2 separate regions of the Pan troglodytes genome follow, and region 2 is linked to region 1. Evidence: chromatin contacts called from public capture Hi-C data. All regions are on one chromosome and are shown on one strand. The core of a region is the stretch at or near the end of the contact, and the rest is flanking DNA. Distances in the headings are between cores, read along the strand shown.

Evidence for each region. Capture Hi-C pulls out chosen DNA fragments and counts their contacts.
Region 2: a capture Hi-C map of stem cell-derived neural stem cells shows a contact between it and region 1, with 5 times the contacts expected there. The contact joins two enhancer-like sites. A contact is called at or near these places in 2 of 7 Hi-C or Micro-C datasets (both in induced pluripotent stem cells) and 1 of 1 other capture datasets (stem cell-derived neural stem cells).

Annotation. Positions count from the first base shown.
Region 1 is chr6:27,938,561-27,943,135 of NHGRI_mPanTro3-v2.0_pri, forward strand. It overlaps LOC134810413 (a long non-coding RNA gene), which reads right to left. Exons shown (of 3, transcript XR_010158355.1): 2 at 4,533-4,575; 3 at 4,104-4,191. Among named protein-coding and RNA genes, the nearest start is that of CDCA7L, 160 kb to the left of the region's middle. Within about 2 kb of position 3,306, at least 6 of the 24 cell types and tissues checked have an H3K27ac peak or open chromatin away from gene starts, as enhancers often do. A contact at or near this core is called in stem cell-derived neural stem cells, where this site is marked.
Region 2 is chr6:28,126,560-28,131,158 of NHGRI_mPanTro3-v2.0_pri, forward strand. All of the region lies in intron 5 of RAPGEF5 (Rap guanine nucleotide exchange factor 5), which reads right to left. Among named protein-coding and RNA genes, the nearest start is that of RAPGEF5, 63 kb to the right of the region's middle. Within about 2 kb of position 1,347, at least 7 of the 24 cell types and tissues checked have an H3K27ac peak or open chromatin away from gene starts, as enhancers often do. A contact at or near this core is called in stem cell-derived neural stem cells, where this site is marked.

The DNA.
Region 1 (4,575 bases), core at 2,056-4,555:
CTTCACCATCCAGCTCCCTGGGATCCTCTCAGAGTTCCTCTCTCCTGTGTGCTGCCTTAGCTGCCTTAGCGTAGGTTGGTGCAAAAGTCATTGCGGTTTTACACAGTGAATTTTAAATCATTAGAACTAGACTCAAACACATCTGCATTAATCAAAACAGGAACCATTGCAATCAACACATTTTTGCCAATGATTAATAAGTTTGTTTATTCCTGTAGTGTAAAAATCCATGCTTCGGGATTCGACGAACTCTTGGAATGCATTTTCTGCATCCTGCTGGTTGGGGAAGCATTTTCCCTGCAAAAAGTTATCGAGATGCTTGAAGAAGTGGTAGTCAGTTGGCGAGAAGTCCGGTGAATGTGGCAGATGAGGCAAAACTTTGTAGCCCAATTTGTTCAACTTTTGAAGCTTTGGTTGTGCATTGTCATGAAGAAGAATTGGGCCCTTTCTGTTGACCAATGCCGGCTGCAGGCCTTGCAGTTTTCGGTGCATCTCATCAGTTTGCTGAGCATACTTTTCAGATATAATGGTTCCGCTGGGATTCAGAAAGCTGCAGTGGATCAGACCGGCCGTAGACCACCAAACAGTGACCAGGACCTTTTTTGGTGCAGGTTTGGCTTTGGGAAGTGCTTCGAAGCTTCTTGTGGGTCCAGTCACTGAGCTGGTCATCACCAATTGTTGTATAAAAGCCACTTTTTGTCGCATGTGGCAATCCAATTGAGAAATGGTTTGCCGTCGCGTTGAATAAGAGAAGACACTTCAAAATGATGATTTTCTTGATTTTCGATCAGCTCATGAGGCACCCACTTATCGGGCTTTGTCACCTTTCCAATATGCCTCAAATGCTGATGTTGAGTTCTTCAGCAACTTCTTGTGTGGTTGTAAGAGGATCAGCTTCAATGATTGCTCTTAGTTTGTCATTGTCAACTTCCAATGGCCCACCACTACGCTCCTTGTCTCCTTGAACTGCCACTGCACTGTACATTCGTTAGCAGTTCCTGGGCCAAATGCATTGTCGATGTTATGAGTTGTCTCTGCTATTTTACGACCCATTTTGAACTCGAATAAGAAAATCACTTGAATTTGCTTTATGTCTAACATCATTTCTATAGTTTAAATACACATAAAATAAACAGCAAGTGATAAGTCATTAGCAAACATAAAGCGATAAATGTCCATTAAAATGATGTATAACATAACCACATTTATTTAAGAATGGATTCCAGTATTATACAGCAAATTCCAACAATTCAAAAACTGCAATTATTTTGCACTCACCTATTTGTTTCATTTTATTTTTCTTTTACCATGTGAGGAGCACGTTTTTGTGTGACTACATTTATAGAGCAGCTATTAGATGCAGGGCACAGTGTGAGTCCATTTCTGTATGTCATTTCAATTCATCTGTCCTCTAAGTGACCAACTCATCTTGATATGCCTGGGATTTTCTAGGTTTTAGCACTGGAAGTTCTGTGTCCCAGGATGCCCTTCAGTCTCAGGCAAACCAGGACGAGTTGTCAACCTATAAAATAATCCATCATGCAGATGAGAAAGTCAAGGCTCAGAGAAGTTTTAAGAACTTAGCTGAGCTCAAGAAGCTAATTAGGGGTGGGACCTGGCTGTATCCCTCAGAAAATCCGTGCTCTGTCCATCATGTTGTCATGCTGCCTGTTCATGGGCAGGGACTGGTCTCATTTCACTTTGTATCTTCATGCCTGCTGTGATCCCTGGCATATCTGATGAATGCATGAATGAGGTCACCAATACATAATCAAACATTTATTACATAGCGACCCCGTGAACTAACTAAGGCATGCCTCCTCCCATCCTGTGATTCTGCATAGTCACAAAATGTTAGAAAATCCGACTCAGAGATGATGACTTGCCCAAGGTCACGGTGCCAGAAGGATGGTAGAGTGGGAGCAGAACCTGTGTTTCCTGACTCATACTCCAGGGATCTTTCTTTTCTTTTTTTCTTTTTTTTGGAGATGGAGTCTCACTCTGTCACCCAGGCTGGGGTGCAGTGGCGCCATCTCGGCTCACTGCAAGCTCCGCCTCCCGGGTACATGCCATTTTCCTGCCTCAGCCTCCCGAGTAGGTGGGACTACAGGTGTCTGCCACCACGCCCGGCTAATTTTTTGTATTTTTAGTAGAGACGGGGTTTCACCGTGTTAGCCAGGGTGGGTCGATCTCCTGACCTTGTGATCCACCTGCCTCGGCCTCCAAAAGTGCTGGGATTACAGGCATGAGCCACTGCACCCGGCTGGGATCTTTCAATTAGAGCTCTACATGAAATAAACTGAGGGGCAGAGGAAATAATGAGAGACGACTGGGCTCTTTTCAACATCTAGCCGAAGACACTAAAGCAGCTCTGAAATGCCAGCATTTGCACTGTTTAAAAAACCCAAAGATTGGGAACTTATTTTCTTAAAAGGAAAGAAGAGTAACACGGTCAAAAAGGAGTGTTTTCCGCATTGGGAGGGCTTTGTACTGGAAAGAAACGGAGGAACTGCCACATTTGGCACCCAGAAGGATGCTTTTTTTTTTTTTTCTGTGTGAATCCTCCCCACTCCCACCTCAGCCCACCCCGCAACAGTCAAGCTTTGGGTCCAAACCAATCTGGCATCTCTAAAATGGAAGCACTGTTTGGAGACAAAGTGGCCAGGCACTGCCGGCCAGAGAAAGGACAATGCCCCACACCCACGGCCTGCCCGCACTGAAATGCCTATTTATCTCCATTTTTATCGACATCTCTTGGCTTCCAGGCCCTGTTTGTGCTTTGTCCTTGGTCCTTATTGACCTATTGGATTCGGAGGGGAAGCTCAGCCGCAGGCAAATGGGTATTTTAATCCACAATGGAAAACATGGGTTCCTCTAGCGCCACTGGCAGCTCCCAGCATCTTGACCCTGACCTTTTCAGCAGCGTGTGGCCACACACTCTACCCAGGCCAAAGAACGAAAGGGCCCCAGGGCACACACTGGGGCCAAGAAAAGGAATTGAATGGTGGAATGTTGCTGACTTTTCCTTCTGGATCTGCCTTTGAGACTCTTGCATGGGGAAAAAAGGGTGAAGAAGGGGCAGAAACAAAGCTTAGTCTTTGTCTGATTCAGTCTTTGCACTCCCCCTGCCCCCTCCTCTGGCAGGCCATGGAGGCCACACCTGGCACACCTGGGTATGTTCCAGATGCTTATAAAGGTCCAGGGAAGCAGGGCTGCTCAGTCATTGTGAGGATCTGGGAAATTCTCAGTCCTCATGGGTTCTGTGAGCAGCCAAGGTGATCAGCCCTGACAGGATGGTCAGGATGGCAGTGAAGAGGCTTGATTGATTGACAGGTGAGCAGACGATGGGACTCTCGGCAGCCCTAATCAGCGAGAGAGTTGCTTCTGAGCACAGCTCAGCTAATGTCCCATGCTGTTCCGGAGCCTCAAGGAAGGATGGGCTGATGGTGGTCCCAGGCCTCCTAGACCAAGTGCAGCTGGCGCAGACCTCTGGCGTGGTTGACTCGGAACCTGTTCTGGGAACGTGAACTTGGATTCACCTTAGCAATAAGTGCTCAGGAATGTGTTGGAATTGCTGCCAGCTCCTGGGACAGGCAGACCCCAGAACACTGGAAGAGATCTGAAGCCCTGGCACCCCTACCAGCCCCATGGGCTCCACACTCAATCAAGCAGGTCATCGGTTATCTCTACCTTCACATGGCCTGGAAGCCCAGCAGGCAGGGTTTGCTCTGTGATGTGACAATGCTGCTGAGTCTCCTGTCACTCACCGCAGCACCTCTGCGTAGTAAACGGCGTCTTTCCTGGGTCTATGACAGTTACCATAGCTCTTCCAGGACCACAGAAGTACCTACCTTGTTCTGGTTTTGTGATCAACACTGATACCTAAATGTAAAGAAGGCAGCCGGTGCTTGAGGGGACATCTAGTGTATTGGGAGGTGAGGAGCAGGCCAACTAGTTCAGAGGCTCTGACTTGGTTGGAGAGGGGTAAACCCAGGTGTTACGAGGGTGCTTGGTTGGGGGGAATCTGGTGTAGGCTAGAGGGGCCAGTGCAGGTTTCCTGGGGGTGCTGAGACCTGGGGCATGAAGAAGAGTTACTTACGTGAGGAGGAGAGAGGAGATCCAGGCCAGAAAGTCCACATCCACTACACCAGAAGCTCCACCCGTTCCGGAACCACACTCCCTGGACTGGCTCTGGAATGTACACCCATGTTTAGCACAGCGCCTCCTAGTGTTCCCAAGTCCCCACTCGCTACTTGGCTGTTGAACAAATAAGCTCCAAGGTCTGGAGGTGAGTGCCTGAATGTTTTAGCTGGGCTGGAGTGGACCTGAGGAAGGTGTCCCCTGGGGTGTGGGGCAGGGACAGGGAGCAGAAGCCAGAGGTGAGGCTGGGGAAGGACAGTGGCTGGGAAGTTGCTTTTGGACACTTGCACTTTCTCCTGAGGGCCAGCGGTCGGAGTGGGGGAAGACTGGAGACCTGCTTCTCCATCCTTTCCCTGCCCTCACTTTCTTCATTTTCTTAGGAGCCAACAGACCTGTGCAAACCTCAGCTTTCCCCCGTTCAGCTCCTTTTCCATC
Region 2 (4,599 bases), core at 97-2,596, 190 kb after region 1:
TACAAAAATTGCAAGATACAGGTATGAAGCAGTGCTGATGTTGTCAAATAACTTAAGCGCTCATGCAGCAAAGTGTTCGAGATGCTTGCTAACAATCTGCCCAATAAAAACTGTGGGAACTGAGCATTATAACTTGGGATCTTTTTTTAATAAGGTTACCTGGATGATGAGTATTTCGAACAAGCTTTATTATTAAGATTCTCTATTCACAAGGCTTCTGTGGTTATACTGAGAACAGACTGGAAACGCTTTATAACCTCAACCACCAAACCAGATTTATGTGATTAAGCTGAGGTGACTGAAAAGACAGGAAATTAAGAACCAAAGGCACTAGAGGCAAGAGAACAAAACAAGGGCTTCTGCTGCTTTGTCTGTGTCTGTAGTGACACATGGGCTGGTTGTGCCTTTTCATGTTTCTCAGGCCCCAACAGACACCCGAAGTATTAGTTAACGAGCATGAGGTATTTTGCACTAGCACAGATTCTCTCATGAATCTGTTTTCAACAAGCTGCTGAAAGGAACTCAAAATTCCAAGAGAAGCTCTTGTATATGAGACTGGTAACTAACAGTTGAGCTGCTGCTGTTTTAGTGACAAACAATTTAGTCCCTGTTTGGAAGCAAAAGTGTCTTTCATTGATCTTCCAGCACAAACCATGCCTTAGCAAAAACATCTCTTAAGGAAATATGTGTAAGAGGGACAGAGTGATGATCTCCCAAGAGCTGTCCCACAGCCCATATCCCACTGTTATCACCTCAATCACCAAGATTTAAGCCCAGAACTCCCAAGTATCTCTCTAGCTTCTGGCTCTCCCCTGAGATTGCCCTGTTTTTCCATCTGCCTTCAAAGTGGCTCTATGTGGCAATTCCAGGAACTTTATTTTCACCCACATGGGTACCTTACAGGCTAATTCAACCTAACTCACACTGAACTCCTCTCTTACCTCCTGCCCTCAGCTCTCCCCTTGGAATCATGGGTCCTGTTCACCCTAGAGCCATCCCTTCCCTCCTCACTCCGGCCTTTGGGAAGTCACCAGATCCTCTCAATTCCCTTCCTTCCCTGCCAAGCCTCTTTGACAGTCTAGGCTCTCAACTTCGCTTGAACAAATTATTTTAACCACCTTCTAACAAGCTTGTCTCTGGTTTCTCTTCTTGTACCCAGATGCCTAAAGATATCAGGATCACCTTTCTAAAACCCAGATCTGGTCCTGCTCTTCTCCAGACTCCAAACCTTCAAGGATTTTCCTCACTTGCCCACTGAGAGCTCTAGAATTCGGAAATGCTCTTCCTTCCCTGCTAACATGCCCCATGCCCCGCTGCACCAGCACGCAACTGTCCCTCACCTGGCGTAAAAGAAGGTCACGAAGGCAGGACTGGTAGCAACAGGCAACAGCAGGAGAGCCTGAAAAGGGGGAAAGAAGAGAGAAGGCAATACTCGGCCACTCTCCTTTCTTTCACCACTACGGTCACTTTTTACCTTAAACCTCCTCCTCAGCTCTAGACTAAATCGCCCAAAAATACCAGACTCTCTTTTCTCCAGCAAATGTACCTTTTACAAAATTTAAACACATCCTGTTTTAATGTGTGTAAATACTTTTCAGTGCAACCCAGGAAAGACAAAGTTCTCACTTATCCAATCAAAATAAATAAGGAAACAGATGCAGCAGAGGAAAAGCAAGTATAACACTTGCATGTTTTCCATTATTACTAAAGGGAGCTGTGCTGCTCGTGAATGAGAGAGAGAGAGAGAGAGAGAGAGAAGCTCTGGGTCTAGTTTGTCAGTGATTAGAGAAAGAAAATAAAGAAACTCTTACTGGAATCAGCAGGTAATGACAGTGACAAGTGACGTAAGACAGAAAGAGAAGAGAAATAGAGTGACCCCTGGAAGGAAGATCCCTCCCTGAGGGTTTATGCCAACAGATGCTCTCCTTTAGGAATTCCCTGGGTTACCTTTCAAGGTCTCTGCTTACCAGTGCCCCAAGCCAGAACTGATAACTCTCCAGGGGAGAGTGCTGAGTCCTGGTGCTCTAGGCAGATGTCTCTGTAAGTTCAAGAGGTCTGCAATATCTAAGGGTGTCACTGTGAGGATGCAGAGATGACAAAAACCTATGGTCCTCCACCCTCATCCCTCTAACCATCAAACTGGATGCATTATCATTATGTCCACTCCTACCCAAAAGGAAAATAACAAAAAGCCCTGCCCTTCCTATAGTCTTCGTCACCTTAATTGATGGCAACTCCATCCTTCCAACTGGAAGTCATCCTTGAACCCCTTTCTCTCATACTCTGCCTTGTATCCACCCTGAAATCCTACTGGCTCTTCAAGACATATCTCTCACCTGACCATGTCTCAACACCTCCATCACTGCCACTGTGGTCCCAGCCACAACATCTCTCACCTGGACCCAGAAGCCAGCATAGTCTTGCTAAAATGTAAGTTAGTTCATGTCCCTCTACTCAAAATCCTTGAATGACTTCCCATCTCACTTAGCATAAAGCCAAAATCTTTTTATACTTAAAAATATGTAATTAACAAAGATATCTATTCAAGGTGTGCCACATGATTATTTGTGAATACACTGTGATTAGCACAATCAAACTTATTAACACCCATCACCACTCATGCTGTACATTAGACCTCCAGAACTTGCTCAATTTAATAAATGAAAGTTTGTATGCTTTGATCAACATCTCCCCATTTCCCCTACCCATGATGTCTATATTCTAGACAAGTAAGTTTTGCTTAACAAAGCAAATTCCTATGAAAAAAGAAGTGGGATGGTGGAAGAATGAGAATTAGATTTTTCTTGAGATCTTTGATATCATGAATACAAACACTGTTCACCTTCTCAAGAGAAGATGATTTTTCACAGCATCCGGCTACTAGTTATGCTTATAGAAAAAATGTACTAAACGGGAATTATGAATGGGAAAGGTTTCATTAAGAGTCCAGAGTGTATAGTTATATATTAATCTAAACTGAATAAAATTAGATTTTTCACATTTGATTTTGAGGATTTGAGTATTAATGTTTAATATTTAATTAGATGGCTCAATTTCAAATGCTAATATAATCAGGCCTAGATGTCCAATTTTTGCAAAATTCCTGTACTACTCTTAAATATAAGTGTACTCTGATAAAGATAAGCAATCTGTTCCCACACCTGAAATAAGCCTTGTCTATAAACAATGGAAATTTTGAAGGACTTAGTGTTTCCTTGGGAGAGGAGGTAATGAGTAATCACAAAGACTAGGACTAGCTGATTTCATAACACTTTTTACAAAAACAGTTTAAAGTAATAAGTGGAAATTTTGTTCACTTATGATGCCAATACAAATCTTATGCCAAGTTCCATCACAAAAATTTTTTGAAAAATACTAAAAAAAAAAAAAGTTTGTTTACCCACACGGTATTTCCTCCTCTCCCAGTGTCATGAGGATCTAATTAGGAAAAGTTAAGTTAGGAGTACAAAGGGTAGGCTTCGGACTTCGGAATAGCAGACTTGAACTTAAGCTCTCTGGCCAGAGAGTGTGAATCCATCACCATTTCAGAAACTAAGGAGGCCAAGGGATGTCTCATGTTGCTAATAAACATCAGGTAGTAAGAAAAAACCAGGCAGGATAAGGAGAACAAAGGAGGCAGAAGTGAGGGGGTGGTGGAGGTGCTATTTTGTATAGGGTGGTAAGAGGAGACAGGGACCTGAATTTTGGAAACCATCACTGTGAGACGATGTTAAGTACATGACTGGGTGAGGGCACATCCAAAGTGAGAGCAGAAGAAATAAGAGAAGTCCAAGACTGACCTCTACTGTGTTTAGAGGTCACTGCTTCAAAATGTAGGTTTCATTATTTAGGGACAGCCAGTCTGAATAATCTGAGGCAAACAGCTCAAGAGATGACTGGCATTAAAAAGACAGATTTTACTCACAGTTCCCAAGAGGAGGGGGGATGACACACAAGGAGGAGCCACACAGGGAGGCACCAGTGTCAGTCAGGAGGCAGAGGACATGGGGGAAAATGTGGGAAATAACCTTTATTGTGATTTCCCCAGAATAGAACGGGTAAGGCAGGGTAAACAGGCTGAGGATAGACTGTTTGATTAACTTCAGCAGGACCAAAAGCATAGGGACTGCCCCTAACTGTTTGGTACCTGGAGCTGGGGTGATTAGGGCAGGTGAAAAGTAGCCCAGAAGGTGAAAGCCCAATAAAAAAAGTGGTTATGTTATGAGCTCTGGAATGGCTGGCTTACCTATGAAAGGTATGCTCCCAGCAAAGCTAGCAGGTAAGTTCTCTACTATCTCTAGGAATGGACTATTCCTGGGTTGGGCAGTCTCTCCAGGGTCAGCAAGGCCCCAGATGTCAAAGCACTGAAACACAGTTAATACAATCAGGAAAAGGAAGGATTAGCAAAGGAGCCTTAAAAGCAGCAGCTAGTGAGACAGAAGAGCCAAGAGATGTTATCCTAGAGGCCAAGTGGAAAAACTGTGTGCCAAATGCTGCTGTCATGTCAAGTAAGATGAGGACGGAAAAATCAGCATTTTGGCATTTGGCAACATGGAAGACTTCTGTGATCTTGACAAGGTTGCCTTCAGTGGAGTGGTA